Linked DNA regions of Pan troglodytes: region 2 is linked to region 1. Evidence: chromatin contacts called from public HiChIP or PLAC-seq data. All regions are on one chromosome and are shown on one strand. Each heading gives the region's core, a stretch centred on a gene start, on an enhancer-like site or on the middle of the called end of the contact. The rest is flanking DNA. Distances are from core to core; before and after follow the strand shown. Region 1 holds the start of CHRM4 (cholinergic receptor muscarinic 4). Region 2 holds the start of HARBI1 (harbinger transposase derived 1).

What was found. HiChIP or PLAC-seq counts read pairs in DNA pulled down with a chosen protein or histone mark.
Region 2: a contact with region 1 is called in an H3K4me3 HiChIP or PLAC-seq map of stem cell-derived excitatory neurons, with 6 times the contacts expected there. The contact joins the promoter of HARBI1 here to the promoter of CHRM4 in region 1. A contact is called at or near these places in 1 of 7 Hi-C or Micro-C datasets (stem cell-derived neural progenitor cells) and 1 of 1 datasets of contacts at active chromatin or transcription factors (stem cell-derived excitatory neurons).

Annotation. Positions count from the first base shown.
Region 1 is chr9:50,398,385-50,404,985 of NHGRI_mPanTro3-v2.0_pri, reverse strand. CHRM4 (cholinergic receptor muscarinic 4) reads left to right here and starts at 3,617. Exons shown (of 2, transcript XM_016920770.3): 1 at 3,617-3,775.
Region 2 is chr9:50,629,632-50,636,232 of NHGRI_mPanTro3-v2.0_pri, reverse strand. HARBI1 (harbinger transposase derived 1) reads left to right here and starts at 2,849. Exons shown (of 3, transcript XM_521904.9): 1 at 2,849-3,014; 2 at 3,758-4,571. The coding sequence starts at 3,902. ATG13 (autophagy related 13) reads right to left here and starts at 2,562. Exons shown (of 17, transcript NM_001098543.1): 1 at 2,250-2,562.

The DNA of each region.
Region 1 (6,601 bases), core at 2,368-4,867:
AAATACAAAACCATGGCCAGAGTTAGGAAGACTCTTTATTTTCTAGAAAATTCTGTATTAGTGGACTCTGGACTAAAAGACACATCACTTAGCTGTGTGACTTTGGGCAAGCCATTTGCCTTTTCTGGGCTTCACTTTCCCTTGTTAGGATGCAGGGCTTGTACTACACAACCTCAAAGTTACTTCTAGTTCTGTACTTTGGAATCATTGAAGCCCAGAGAGCACACAAGTGGCTAGGGCAGGCTTCCTTTCAGAGGTGGGATTTAGACACCTGTAGTCCCTAAGTACTTGGGAGGCTGAGGCAGGAGGATCACTTGAGCCCAGGAGTCCAAGTCCAGCCTGGGCAACAAAGTGAGACCGTATCTCTTTTTTTTTTTTTTTTTTTTTTTTGAGACGGAGTTTCGCTCTTGTTGCCCAGACTGGAGTGCAATGGTGCCATCTCGGTTCACCGCAACCTCCATCTCCCAGGTTCAAGCGATTCTCCTGCCTCAGCCTCCCTAGTAGCTGGGATTACAGGCATGAGCCACCATGCCTGGCTAATTTTGTATTTTTAGTAGAGATGGGGTTTCTCCATGTTGGTCAGGCTGGTTTCTATCTCCCGACCTCAGGTGATCTGCCTGCCTTGGCCTCCCAAAGTGCTGGGATTACAGGCATGAGCCACCATGCCCGGCTGATGCTATCTCTTTAAAAAAAAAAAAAAAAGTGGATTTGAGCTAAGCATTGAAGGATGGAAGGAGAAGGGAGCCCACTGCCCCACATCCTCTCCCCACCACCCGTTGGAGGAAGAATTCCTTGGTCTGATAGTGGGTCCTGCTAATTTGTTTAATGTAAACCACGGGCCAGGAGTCAATGTGCGTTCTGTCAATCCTCACAAAAACTCTCTGAGGTCATTACTGCTGTTACCCCCAGAGCACACAATTAACTGGCAGAGCCAGAGTTTGAACCAAGTAGTGTATGATTCCAGAGTGCACACTTCAGCCAGTCATTTCTACAGAAGGAAGACAAGGTGTAGGAGAAACAATGGAACCCTGACTTGTTCTGTTGCTTTGGGGAAAAGGGTATGGGGAGGCCCCTAGGGATGAAGTGGTCCAAATTTGTTTTTTGGGTTTTTTTGTTTGTTTTTTGTTGTTTTGTTTTGTTTTGTTTTTGAGATGGAGTCTCTGTCACCCAGGCTGGAGTGCAATGGCACAATCTCAGCTCACTGCAACTTCCACCTCCCAGGTTTAAGCGATTCTCCTGCCTCAGCCTCCTGAGTAACTGGGAGTTACTCAGTAACTGGGTGTGCCACCACACCCAGCTAATTTTGTTTGTATTTTTAGTAGGGATGGGGTGTCACCATGTTAACCAGGCTGGTCTCAAACTCCTGACCTCAAGTGATCTGCCTGTCTCGGCCTCCCAAAATGCTGGTATTGTGGGCGTGAGCCACCATCCGGCCAAGGTGGTCCAAATTTGGACCTGCCAGGCCTTGTCTCTGCTGTCTCTGGATGGTGCCAGCCACCCTCCCCAACCTCCCCACCCCCCATTGGAGGCCCTTGTCAACACCTCTCTGTCCCCACACCAGCCCCTTTCCTTAGAAAGCCCTTGCCCAATGACAGAGCCTCTCTGGTAGTAAAACCTTTGCAGGCCCCTTACACATCACAAGGTTGTGGCGTCACCAGGGCAAAGATAGGGGCAGTCCCTTTTGGAGATGAGGAAATAGGTTCAGAGAAATTCTGTTACTTGTCTGCTGACCTAGTGGCATCAAAAGCAGAGCAGAGAAACCACCAAGTCCCCTTGTTCCCAATTCAGCTCTCCAGGGTTCCACCGTGGGTTCTTGGGGTTGGAAGATTGAGAGAGGTCAAAAGCCCTTCATAACAGGGATTGTGGAGAAATTAAAGTGACTTTGCCTGCCAGCTTCTGGAAGAGCTGGGGTCAGTAGCTGGAGGCGTGTCTTGTGTATGCAGCCTCCCGCCCTTGGCCTTGCTTGTTTTCTCATCTGACTGTTTTAAGGATCTGCCTTCCTCCTCCACAACCCCTACCTCCTCTTAGGAGTATCACACTCTTCTGGGCCCTGGGAAGGATATGGCAAAGTGGAAGAAGTGCAGGAGTGCCGTCTTAGGGTCTTATGAACCAACTTTCCTTATTTGTGAAGTGGGGCAAGAACAGTAGTGCTTCTTTCACCCCCAGTTATGAGGTCTTGGGAGACCCGATCATTCATGTAACAACAGAAGATGGCTTCCTACTCTAGCCAACCAACCCCAGCCCTGAAGTTCCCAATTCCGACCAACCCCTGCCGTCGCGCTCGCGAGCTCTGGGGACCCGACCTCCACTTCCGGGTTCCGCGCGGAGAACCCCACACCAAGAGCCCCGCAGCGCTGGCTTCTACTCGAGTTCCCTCCCATTCTCTGCCAAGAGGCTCCTGCCTCTCCACCGCCGCCCCCGCAATCGCCCTCACCACCTCCGGCCCTCGGAGGAGGGTCTTGAGTTGTTTCCCCGAGAGAAGAAATCAGACGTCTTAAGCTTAATCAAATGTTTGCGATCAGAATTTGGGGTTACAGGCCTCGGTCCTGGGCGCAGTGGGGAGCGTCCGACCCCGGCGGTTCCCCGGAAGGGCGCTCTCGGAGGGAGACAAGCGCTGGAGCGGTATCAGGCAGGCGAGGCTGCTGGGCCAGGGCGCGGGGAGCTCTCCGAGGTGCTGAAGCCGCCCCAAGGTCCGCCCAGCCTGGGCGAGGCCCGGAGTCCTGAGGCTACGGCCCGTGCGGTTCCCAGCGACCTCTGAGATTGGCTGCCCGCTCTCCGGGATCTTGTCCCGGGCTCCGGCCCCGGCGACCTTGGGCAACCGACTGTCCCTCACAGGCGGCGGTGAACTGGCGGTCCAGGCTGCGCCTGGACTGGCGGCGCGTCCCATCCCAGGGCTGGGAGAGCAGGGGCGCGCCCCTTCCCCGGCCCGGAACGCTGAGCAGGGAGCCGAGCGGGTGCGGGCGAGTGGTCCGCGGTGGGCTCTTCTCTCCCCGGCCGAACCTCTCCAGTCCACCCGCTCCTGCGCTTCCCCAGGCCCCGACGGCGCCCCTCCTCGCGGGCGGCCCGGCCGGCACGCAGCGGCGCGGCTGGAGCTCCCGGCCCTCGACCGCGACGGATCCCTGGCGGCGCAGCCCGCCCCACCCACCCGCAGCCTCCCGCTGGGGTCAGACTCCCGCGCCTCGCGGCCAAACCGCCAGCGGGGCCACGCAGGGCGCTGAGGTCCCGGAGAGGCGCGAAAATAGCTCAGGGTCCCGGGAGTATGGTCAGGGCGGAGGCGGGAGCGCGGCCGGACCCGGCTGCCAGCTCCTTCCCCAGCCCGCGAGGGGGCGCCGCGTCCCCATGACAACGCGGACACCCCCACCCCCCGGAGGGCAGCGCCCCCTGCTCCCCTGCGTCGCTGGCCGTGGGCGGCGCCCTCTGTGCCCAAGCGGGGAGCTGCCGGCCAGCCCCCGAGAGGGGCGCGGACCGCCGGGGTCTCCGACGCCTCGGGTGTTGACCCCCGCGCGTCGCCGCCGGGTGACCGGCCCGGGGCGGGCGGCGCGGCCCCGCCACGATTGGCTGCTTCCTCGTGACATCACGCGGCTCGGGGAAAAGTGCGAGCGTGAGCGCGAGTCGGAGCCACAGCGCCGGGAGCTGCGGGCGGAGCAGGGGCCGCCCCTCGACACCCCGTCCCCGCCCCCGGCCCTCGGCCCGGCCGCCCGCCCCGCCGGCCCGCGGGGCCGCGCGTCCGTCCCGCCGTCTGTCTGGCGCGAGGGGAGCTGGGCAGAGGCGGCGGGTAAGTGGCTCCGCGGCGGCGCGGGGGCGGGGGGCTCGCCGGGAAGAGCAGGAAGCAGGTCCCCGGGACGCTCTGACGCTCCCCAGAGGTGGGTTCGACTGGGACAGGGCGCCAGACCCCCTCCGGGGCGAGCGCGGGCCGGGAGCGGCAGTGGGCCGGGGCTGGGGGACCCCGCTGGAAGCAAGGCCGGGGGCTCTCGGAGGCTTCTCCAGGTGCGCCCGGGTGCGCCCGTGGGAAGGGGTGGGCATCCAGGATGTCGGGGGCGGGGGATTGCCCGCCCACAGACCCCACGGAGCCAGGGGCAGCCGTCGGGGGTGGGACCCGGTACTCCAGCCCTCCCACTGGCGGCTCAGCAGGGCGCCGGGCGCTGAAGCCCCAAAGAGCCCTTTTCCCGCCGTCTCCCCGCCCTCCCTCTCCCTCCACCCCTTTGCCCCCGCGCTGCCAGCCCACTCCTGCCCCTGGAGTCCTCCATCTACGACCTTGAGCCCCGACGGAAAACACCCCTGCCCTCCCCGACACCCCTCCCCCGCTCCGGTACTACCCCCCTTTGCTGCCCAGCCTCCAAGCCGGGGTCCTCCAGCTCCAGGCCCCCTCCTCCGGCCCCGCAACGGAAGTGTTGGGCACAATGTCGGTGCCAAATCTTCGCCTCTCCCTCCCTTGGACTCTGGAGTCTCCTCTCCCGCCCCAGGGACAGATCCAGGGGCCACAGCCTTCCCAGAGCCATGGAGTGAATGCCCAAGAACCGAAGACCTACACCCCAAACCACCCCACGGGCGTGCGGAGCACCCCCTCCGGTCTCGCCCTGGGAAGAGGGGTGTCGAGGACTCGGGAAACACAGTGCCCACGCCCAGAGGCTGCAGGAACTGCGTGCTAGGGGCTTGGAGGGAGGGCGGGGCACCCGAGAGCCAGGGCTCCTTCGACCACGGCGGAGACATGGAGGAGCCTCCAGATGGCCTAGGAAAACACGGCCCTCGAGGCCCGCCCGACCCTAGCGTGAGAAACTGGGTCCCCACTTTGGTCACAGGGGCTAGACAGTGCCTCTGGGGTAGGGTGCAGGGTGAGGAGAGAAGGAGGACAAGAGTCTTGCACTCGCCTGACCCGAGCTCCGTCCGGGCCTCCGCCTTGTGGGTGCACTGCGGGTGCCCTCTCGCCGCGAGAATGGGCGGCTTTTGGCAATAACGCCTCTTAGGGGAGTTATTAGAGCTGAGCGTGCCTGGTGTCCCTCAAGGCCAGGTTGGGCGACTCTCGCAGAGGCCCCTCGACAGATGTCAGTCAGAGGCTAGGACTCTGCCACATCTTTAAGGACTTGGACACCTCTGGGCACTGGGCTAAGACGGCGTCCCAAAGTTAGGTGGCCCGTCGCAGGCAGCCCCTAGTAGTCTGGCCTCCTCGCCCGCACAACCCTTCACCCACAGGCCAGGTGCAATCCCGATGCAGGCTCCTGGCCCGACCCTCTCCGCGCTCAGGCGGACAGCTAAGGTCTGGCTGAGTCTCCGGCAGGGGCGTTTGGAATGTGACCGGTCACCCACTCTCGGCCCTGCATTTGCTTGTGCATGCAAGTCCACAGGTGTAGAGGCACCCGAACCGTGTGCATCCTCCCGGCCACAGCACCCTAGGCACGCACACGCATGCACATGCACGTGTCCACACGGCGCGGCATGCTCACGCGCTCTCACGGGCGGACTGGTATCCAGGCGTGGCCGTGCGCACACACACGCACATGCATACAGCTACTAGCGTCTACTCGCGCTCCCCCGTAGGCACACACAAACAGAACTCGCACTCGCGCTCCCGCCCACACGTTCCTCGCAGGGTGCCGGGTGGAATCCGGGCTCCCTCAACTTTCCCACCCGAGAACCCCGCGCGGAGCCGAGGGCAGCTCTGGGGCGGCGTCCGACGGGGCCTGGCGAGGGGACCCCGCGTCACTTCCCCGGGAGGCTGTGCCTGAGGGCTCCTCTGGGTTCGCAGTCGCGTTGGAGTTGGGGGCGGTGGCCAACGGCGGCCGCACGGTCTAGGTCCGGAGCGGGCACCAGGGACCGACATTGCCATCTAGCGGTGCGCACAGCCCCGGCGGCGGCAGCTCGCTCCCCAGATGCCAGGCGTATCTGGATTCCAGGGAAAGGCGCCAGAGGGGGTCGGAATGTCTGCGGGTGACCCCGAGGTGTCCAAAACGACGACAGCTGGGGCGGGGCGGAGTCGGGGAGACCCTGAGCCTCGCCCTGTCAGCACCTGGCAGCTCCCTCACGCGGGCCAAGAGCAGGACTTAATCACCGGCCATCCAGTGGTCCCGGCTCAGCCCAGCCGCCAGGATCTGGGTGAAGACAAGACATCGCTTGTCTTCTGGGAAAGCTAAGTCGAGAAGCCAGCAGGAATGTGAGGGGACCCTACCCAAGCCTCACCTGGACAGTCCCTCAGTTGTGTGGTTTTCGGGTCGAGGGGAGCAGAGGCAGGAGGTCAACTCTGAGCAGTAGCACCTTGGACTTTAAGAAGGAGCTTCCCGGGTTCTTCTCCTGCCCCCACCCGTACTTCCTAACCTGGTGACTTTGGGCCAGTTGATTAACATTATCCTCATCTATAAGACGATATTTACATCTGTAAGATGAGGACACTAATAATACCTGCCTTTTCAGGCTGTTGTAAGGATTAAACCAGATAATCTATATTAAAAGCTCAGAGGGGTTCCTGACGCGCAGTTAACACTCAATAAACAAGAGCTATTATGTTTTCACATTCTGCACTTCTAGCCCCGTTTGTTATCATCCTGCTGCCCTGTATCCTGCCTTGGGAGGCTGAAGTGAGTTTCCTTGGGGCTGGCTGACTGATTAC
Region 2 (6,601 bases), core at 1,600-4,099, 230 kb before region 1:
TGCCACTGTCCTCCAGCCTGGGCAACAAGAGTGAAACTCCATTGCAAAAAACAACAACAAAAAACACAGACAAATTGCCTATGTAACCTATATTGGTCCTCAGAGGAATTTTTTTTTTTTTTTTTTGAGACAGAGGGGCGCTGTCTCCCGGGCTGGAGTGCAATGGCGTGATCTAGGCTCACTGCAACCTCCGCCTCCTGGGTTCAAGCGATTCTCCTGCCTCAGCCACCCGAGTAGGTGGGATTACAGGCGCCCAACACCACGTCCAGCTAATTTTTGTATTTTTAGTAGAGACGGGGTTTCACCTTGTTGGCCAGGCTGGTCTTGAACTCCTGACCTCATGATTCGCCTGCCTCGGCCCCCCAAAGTGCTGGGATTACAGGTGTAAGCCACCCTGCCCGGCCCCTTCAGAGGATTTTTAATAAACTGGCCCACATTTACTCTTCAGTTAAAAGCAAGAAATCGGCCAGGAGTGGTGGCTCATGTCTGTAATCCCAGCACTTTGGGAGGCCAAGGCGGGTGGATAACCTGAGGTCGGGAGTTCAAGAACAAACAGCCTAACTAACATGGAGAAACCCCATCTTTACTAAAAATACAAAATTAGCTGGGCGTGCTGGCACATGTCTGTAATCCCAGCTACTCAGGAGGCTGACGCAGGAGAATCGCTTGAACCCGGGAGGCAGAGGTTGCAGTGAGCCGAGTTCCCGCCACCGCACTCTAGCCTGGGCAACCAGAGTGAAACTCCGTCTCAGAAAAAAAAAAAAAAAGCAAGAAATCTACCTTCCAAGGACATTAAAAAAAAATCAGCTAATTATTTAAAATAACCTTTAAATCCCTTTAGGGACTTAAAATCCTTTTAAATATTTAAAACCCAAACTTTAGAAAGGTTTGATTCCCTCTGGGCAGCCTCCTTTGCATTCCTCCTGGCTACAGTACCTCTATTCTCTCACAGAATATTTTCAGTTTTTATTGGTTTCCACAATTTGATAGGAAGCAATGACCAGCAACTCTATGCACTCTCCTCCACTAAGCACATGCAGGAAAAATGACGATTTATGTAAATTCATCTTACTTAGCTCCACACCCCATGTTGGAAGTTACTTTCGAATATTCCACACCTAAAGTTCAAGTAAACTTCCTTCGAGATTAAGCTCCTGGGCTGGACTCTGTGGTTTATGCATGTAATCCCAACACTTTGGAAGGCTGAGGTGGGAGGATTCCCTGAGCCCAGGAGTTTGAGATTAAAGTTAGCTATGAAGGCGCCACTGTACTCCAGCTTGGGTGACACAGCAATACCCTATCTCTAATAATAATAATAAAAATTTTTAAATCTAAAAAACTAAAAGACTTCTCCTGAGCTGAAAAATGGAGAGTTGAAAACAACAACAAAAAAACCTCATAATTGAGCTGGAGCCACTACATGCACACATGAAAAGGACTAACAGTCATAAAACAACACACAAAATCTGGAAGTTAATTTAGTGTAAAGGAAGAGCTTGTTGTTTCTTATTATAATACATCTCCCACTAAAGGTGTCCAATAAATTCTATCACCTTAGGAGATGAGTTTTAAACTAAGTGTAATGAGAAAATAGGTAATTTAAAAAAATCTCTTTTTTCTTTTTTGCTGCGGGGTGGCCAGAGAACGAAGAAATACCAAAAGTGAAATGCTACGCTGAATTGACCAGGCTAACTGGGAACTCACTGGAAAAGTGAAAACTGGGAAGAATTAGTGATGAGCTCAAGAAGGTGCTTAGCCACTTACCCAGAGATTTATTTAATGAGAATGGATCACAGGTTTCCACAGGTCGTTCCACTGCCAGTAAGAAGACAGTCGTGAACCATGGGTCCCTTTTTTCACTAGTCAACAGTCACCCTCACCTACACGCGGAGTACATATTTGGCACTCAGCAAATCTTGATTGAATGAAAACCTACCTCACTCATATTGGCACCCAACCCCGGAGTTATGGCCCCCCAAATTACCTCCAAAACGCCTGACGACCTAACCCAAAGAGCTGAAAAAGTGGAGAGGAAAGCTCTGGGGTGGAGGGGATTCTCTGCCAAACAAGCAGGGGCCAACGGGGCCTAGACCAACTCAACTTCCCATAGAAAACTCAGGGGCCCAGGAGACTGAACCGTGGCTAATCCCTTCGACTTCCACGAAGAAGCAGCCAAGGGGCCGCAGATCCACAGCCTCCCACCCGGGGGCGCTGAGAGATCTTGGGGTATCCCCCGCAAAAGTTAGTACCTGTGAAGCTGCGGCACAAAGAGTGGTTCCGGGCTCTCATTACGGAGGCCGGGACCTGGGACCGACCAGCCGCGCCTCCTGGCTGAGGGTTCCGCGCTCCGGAGCTGCAGTGACCGTACACGTCGCCGACAGACACCTAAGGCTTCAGAAGGGTCCTGGCTCGCAGGCCCCAGACGTTTTGCTCCTAAGACTCCGCGAGTTGTCGCACCCACGTCGACTGGCGCTCTTCAGTGCTTCCCTCACTGGTTAAGCGGTCACTCCCGCCTTAAGCCCAGCAGCCTGTCGCTTCCCGGCGCCGCCATCGTTAGTGTTTGTTTTCATCCGCTTCGGTAATGGCCGGGGGGGTGGAAGAGGGCTACGGGGGAAATCCAGATGCCTAACCTTAGTCGCACTTTCGCTACAGTACGGACGCCCTATTTATTCTTTTAGTCCTCAAAATCTCCATAAAAGTTGATTTTCATTCCACGTAAGCTTTCTTCTCCAATCTTTCTAAGCTACTCAAGATAAAACAAAGACGGAAAGGCGGTGTTTGAGAGAGAGAGAGAGAGAGCGCCGTTTGGGCCGCGTGTGGAATGTGCGGAGATGAACCGCAGGTAGCCGCGGCAGCGGCAGTGAGGACGCGGCGCGGGGCGGGCGCTGACGCGGAAGGGGCGGTGCCGCTGTTGCGCGCCGTGGCGGCCTCTGTGCAGTCGCCGGTTCCGGAGGAGGGCCCAACCCGGCTGGGTGGGTGGGAAGTGTGGCTGGTAACCTGGCAGCCGCGGAGAGGTGGGTGACGGGCCTGGGCTAACTGAGTGGCCGGCGCAATCAGACTTTGACATCCGTTTTTAGGGTGCCCTTTAAAAGTGGCAGAGTCGCTTCCCAAACCTGGTTCGGCCAGCCTCTTTTTCGCTCCCGACTTCCAATGTGTCTGGTCTTCCCTACTTCCTGGCCCTCAGGTTCACGATTTGGAGTTCTTGGAGTGAGGGAAAAGCCTTTTGTTACAGCACACAGTGTACGTCCATAAGGCTGGGTTGTGGACTTTGGTTGTTTTTTTTGTTTGTTTGTTTGTTTGTTTTTTTGCCCCTTCTTTTCTTGTTAGACTGGTTTGAACACCCCAGCATCTGTCCTGTATTTGTCAGGTGAAACCAGAAGTCTTTGGATAATGAAACCCGTGACCAATTCTTACCCAAGGTGGTTATGACATATGTCAGCTGCTTCTTGGCCTATATAGTTAGAAGCCGACCTCTTTTACCTTGTGAATAATTATGTCATCACCTCCATTATTCTTTTGGTGTTCTCAATTGAAATGCCAAGCATTAAATGAGCCACAAAGATTGAATTCCCATTATCCTTGAATCAGAGCAAGCCTGTCGTGCAGCCATGAGTTAGTGGAGAAAAATCCGGAGTTGTAAGTACAGTACGTTTTGCCTCAACAAAATGGAAATTTGTAGAAAAGGAGCTGCTCCAGCCTTTGAGTCACTTTAAAGTCTTTGGTAGGTTCCTAATGTTTTTTCTTTTAACATTTACAGAGAGAAGATTATAAATGGCAGAGCCATTTAACTGTGGTTAGCTGTTGGATTCTGATACTTTCTTAAAAATACGTTCTTGCACCAACATCTTCATTGGGAACAGTTCAGAAAAAGCAAAGAGGAGAGCCAACATTCACATTTACCATGGCTATACCAATAACAGTGCTTGACTGTGACCTCCTGCTATATGGCCGTGGTCACCGGACATTGGACCGTTTTAAGCTGGATGATGTGACTGATGAATACTTGATGTCCATGTATGGGTTTCCACGGCAGTTCATTTATTACTTGGTGGAGCTCTTGGGGGCGAATCTTTCTAGGCCTACTCAGCGATCCAGGGCTATTAGCCCAGAGACACAGGTCCTTGCAGCATTGGGTTTTTATACCTCAGGTTCCTTCCAGACTCGGATGGGAGATGCCATTGGAATCAGTCAGGCGTCTATGAGTCGTTGTGTTGCCAATGTCACTGAAGCACTTGTGGAAAGGGCCTCACAGTTCATTCGCTTTCCAGCTGATGAAGCCTCCATTCAGGCTCTGAAGGATGAATTCTATGGGTTGGCAGGGATGCCAGGGGTGATGGGGGTCGTTGACTGTATCCATGTGGCCATCAAGGCACCAAATGCTGAAGACCTCTCCTATGTGAACCGAAAAGGCCTGCATTCTTTAAACTGCCTGATGGTGTGTGACATTAGAGGGACACTAATGACCGTGGAGACAAACTGGCCCGGCAGCCTACAGGACTGTGCTGTGCTGCAGCAGTCTTCCCTCAGTAGTCAGTTTGAAGCGGGTATGCACAAAGATAGCTGGCTTCTGGGTAAGTTTGCAAGTGTGAATTTTCATTTTGTTTGGAGGCATAGAAAAGTTATGTAGGCCGGGGGCGGTGGCTCACACAACCCCAGCACTTTGGGAGGCTGAGGCGGTGGATCACCTGAGGTCAAGAGCTGGAGACCAGCCTGGCCAACATGGTGAAATCTTGTCTCTACTAAAAATACAAAAATTGGGCATGGTGGCAGGCACCTGTAGTTCCAGCTACTCGGGAGGCTGAGGCAGGACAATCGCTTGAACCCAGAAGGCAGAGGTTGCAGTGAGCCGAGATGGCGCCATTGCACCCCCACCTGGGCAACAGAGCAAAAACTCCATCTCAAAAACAAAAAAAAAAAAAAAAAAGAAAAGGGACCGCACGTGTAGCTCATGCCTGTTATCCTAGCACTTTGGGAGGCCGAGGCAGGCAGATCACCTGAGGTTGGGGGTTCAAGACCAGCCTGACCAACATGGAGAAACCCCGTCTGTACTAAAAATACAAAATTAGCTGGGCGTAGTAGCGCATGCCTGCAATCCCAGCTACTCGGGAGGCTGAGGCAGGAGAATCGCTTGAACCCGGGAGGCGGAGGTTGCGGTTAGCCAAGATCGCGCCAGTGCACTCTAGCCTGGGCAACAAGAGCAAAACTCCATCTCAAAAAAAAGAAAAAGAAAAATTATGTAGTGGAGTAGAATGAGATATGGCAGTCTGTAGAGCTGAGTCTCAGTCCTGCCAGTTTTTTATGAGACCTCAGGTGAGAATTTTCTTAGCCTTAATTTTTAAAAAATCAACATTTAATAGACATTATTAAAACTTTAAAGCATACTGTTAGAGCCAGCACAGTGGCACGTACTAGTACAACTGGTAATTGTAATTCCAACTATCTGGGAGGCTAAGGCAAGAGGATCACTTGAGCCTGGACCTTGAGACCAGCCTGAGCAAGATAGCAAGACCCTGTCTCCAAAACAATTAAACTTTTTTTTTCTTATTTTATTTTTATTTTTTTTATTTTGTGTAGAGGCAGAGTCTCACTATGTTGACCAGACTAGTCTTGAGCTCCTGGCCTCAAGCTATCCTCCCATCTGAGCCTCCCAAAGCTCTGGGAATATGGCTGTAAGCCACCACACCAACGTAAAAAAAAATTATTATTATTATTATTATTATTATTGAGACAGAGTTTTGCTCTTGTTGCCCAGGCTGGAGTGCAATGGCGCGATCTTGGCTCACTGCAACCTCCGCCTCCCAGGTTCAAGCAATTCTGCCTCAGCCTCCTGAGTAGCTGGGATTATAGGCATGCGCCACTATGCCCAGCTAGTTTAGTATTTTTAGTAGAGACGGGGTTTCACCATGTTGGTCAGGCTGCTCTCGAACTCCCAACCTCAGGTGATCTGCCCATCTCAGCCTCCCAAAGTGCTGGGATTACAGGCGTGAGCCACCATGCCCAGCCAAAATATATATATATATTAATAAATGTATTTTATGTTATTTCACCCAGCTCTTCTACTCCTAAGAATTTATCTTACAGGTATATATTTATACATATGCAAAACAAAATTGCATACAAGAATTTTTATTGCAAACAATAGCTGCAGCAACAAAAACAACCTTATAAAAACAATCCTCTCTGGGTGTGGTGGCTCCTGCCCGTAATCCCAGCACTTTGGGAAGTCAAGGTGAGAGGGTCACTTGAATCCAGGAGCTCGAGATTAGCCTGGGCAACAAAGCGAGACAATGTCTCTCAGAAAAGTAATAATAATATAAATAAGCAAACAAATAAATGAAACAATCCCCTGAAATAAAGCCAAAATACTGCTGGGTGCGGTAGCTCACGACTATAATCCCAGCACTGTGGGAGGCCATGGAGGGTGTATCACCTGAGGTCGGGCGTTCAAGACCAGCCTGTCCAACATAGTGAAACCCCTCCTCTACTGAAAATACAAAAATTATCAGGGCGTGGTGGTGCGCGCCTATAATCCCAGCTACTTGGGAGGCTGAGGTAGGAGAATCGATTGAACCTGGGAGGTGGAGGTTGCAGTGAGCCAAGA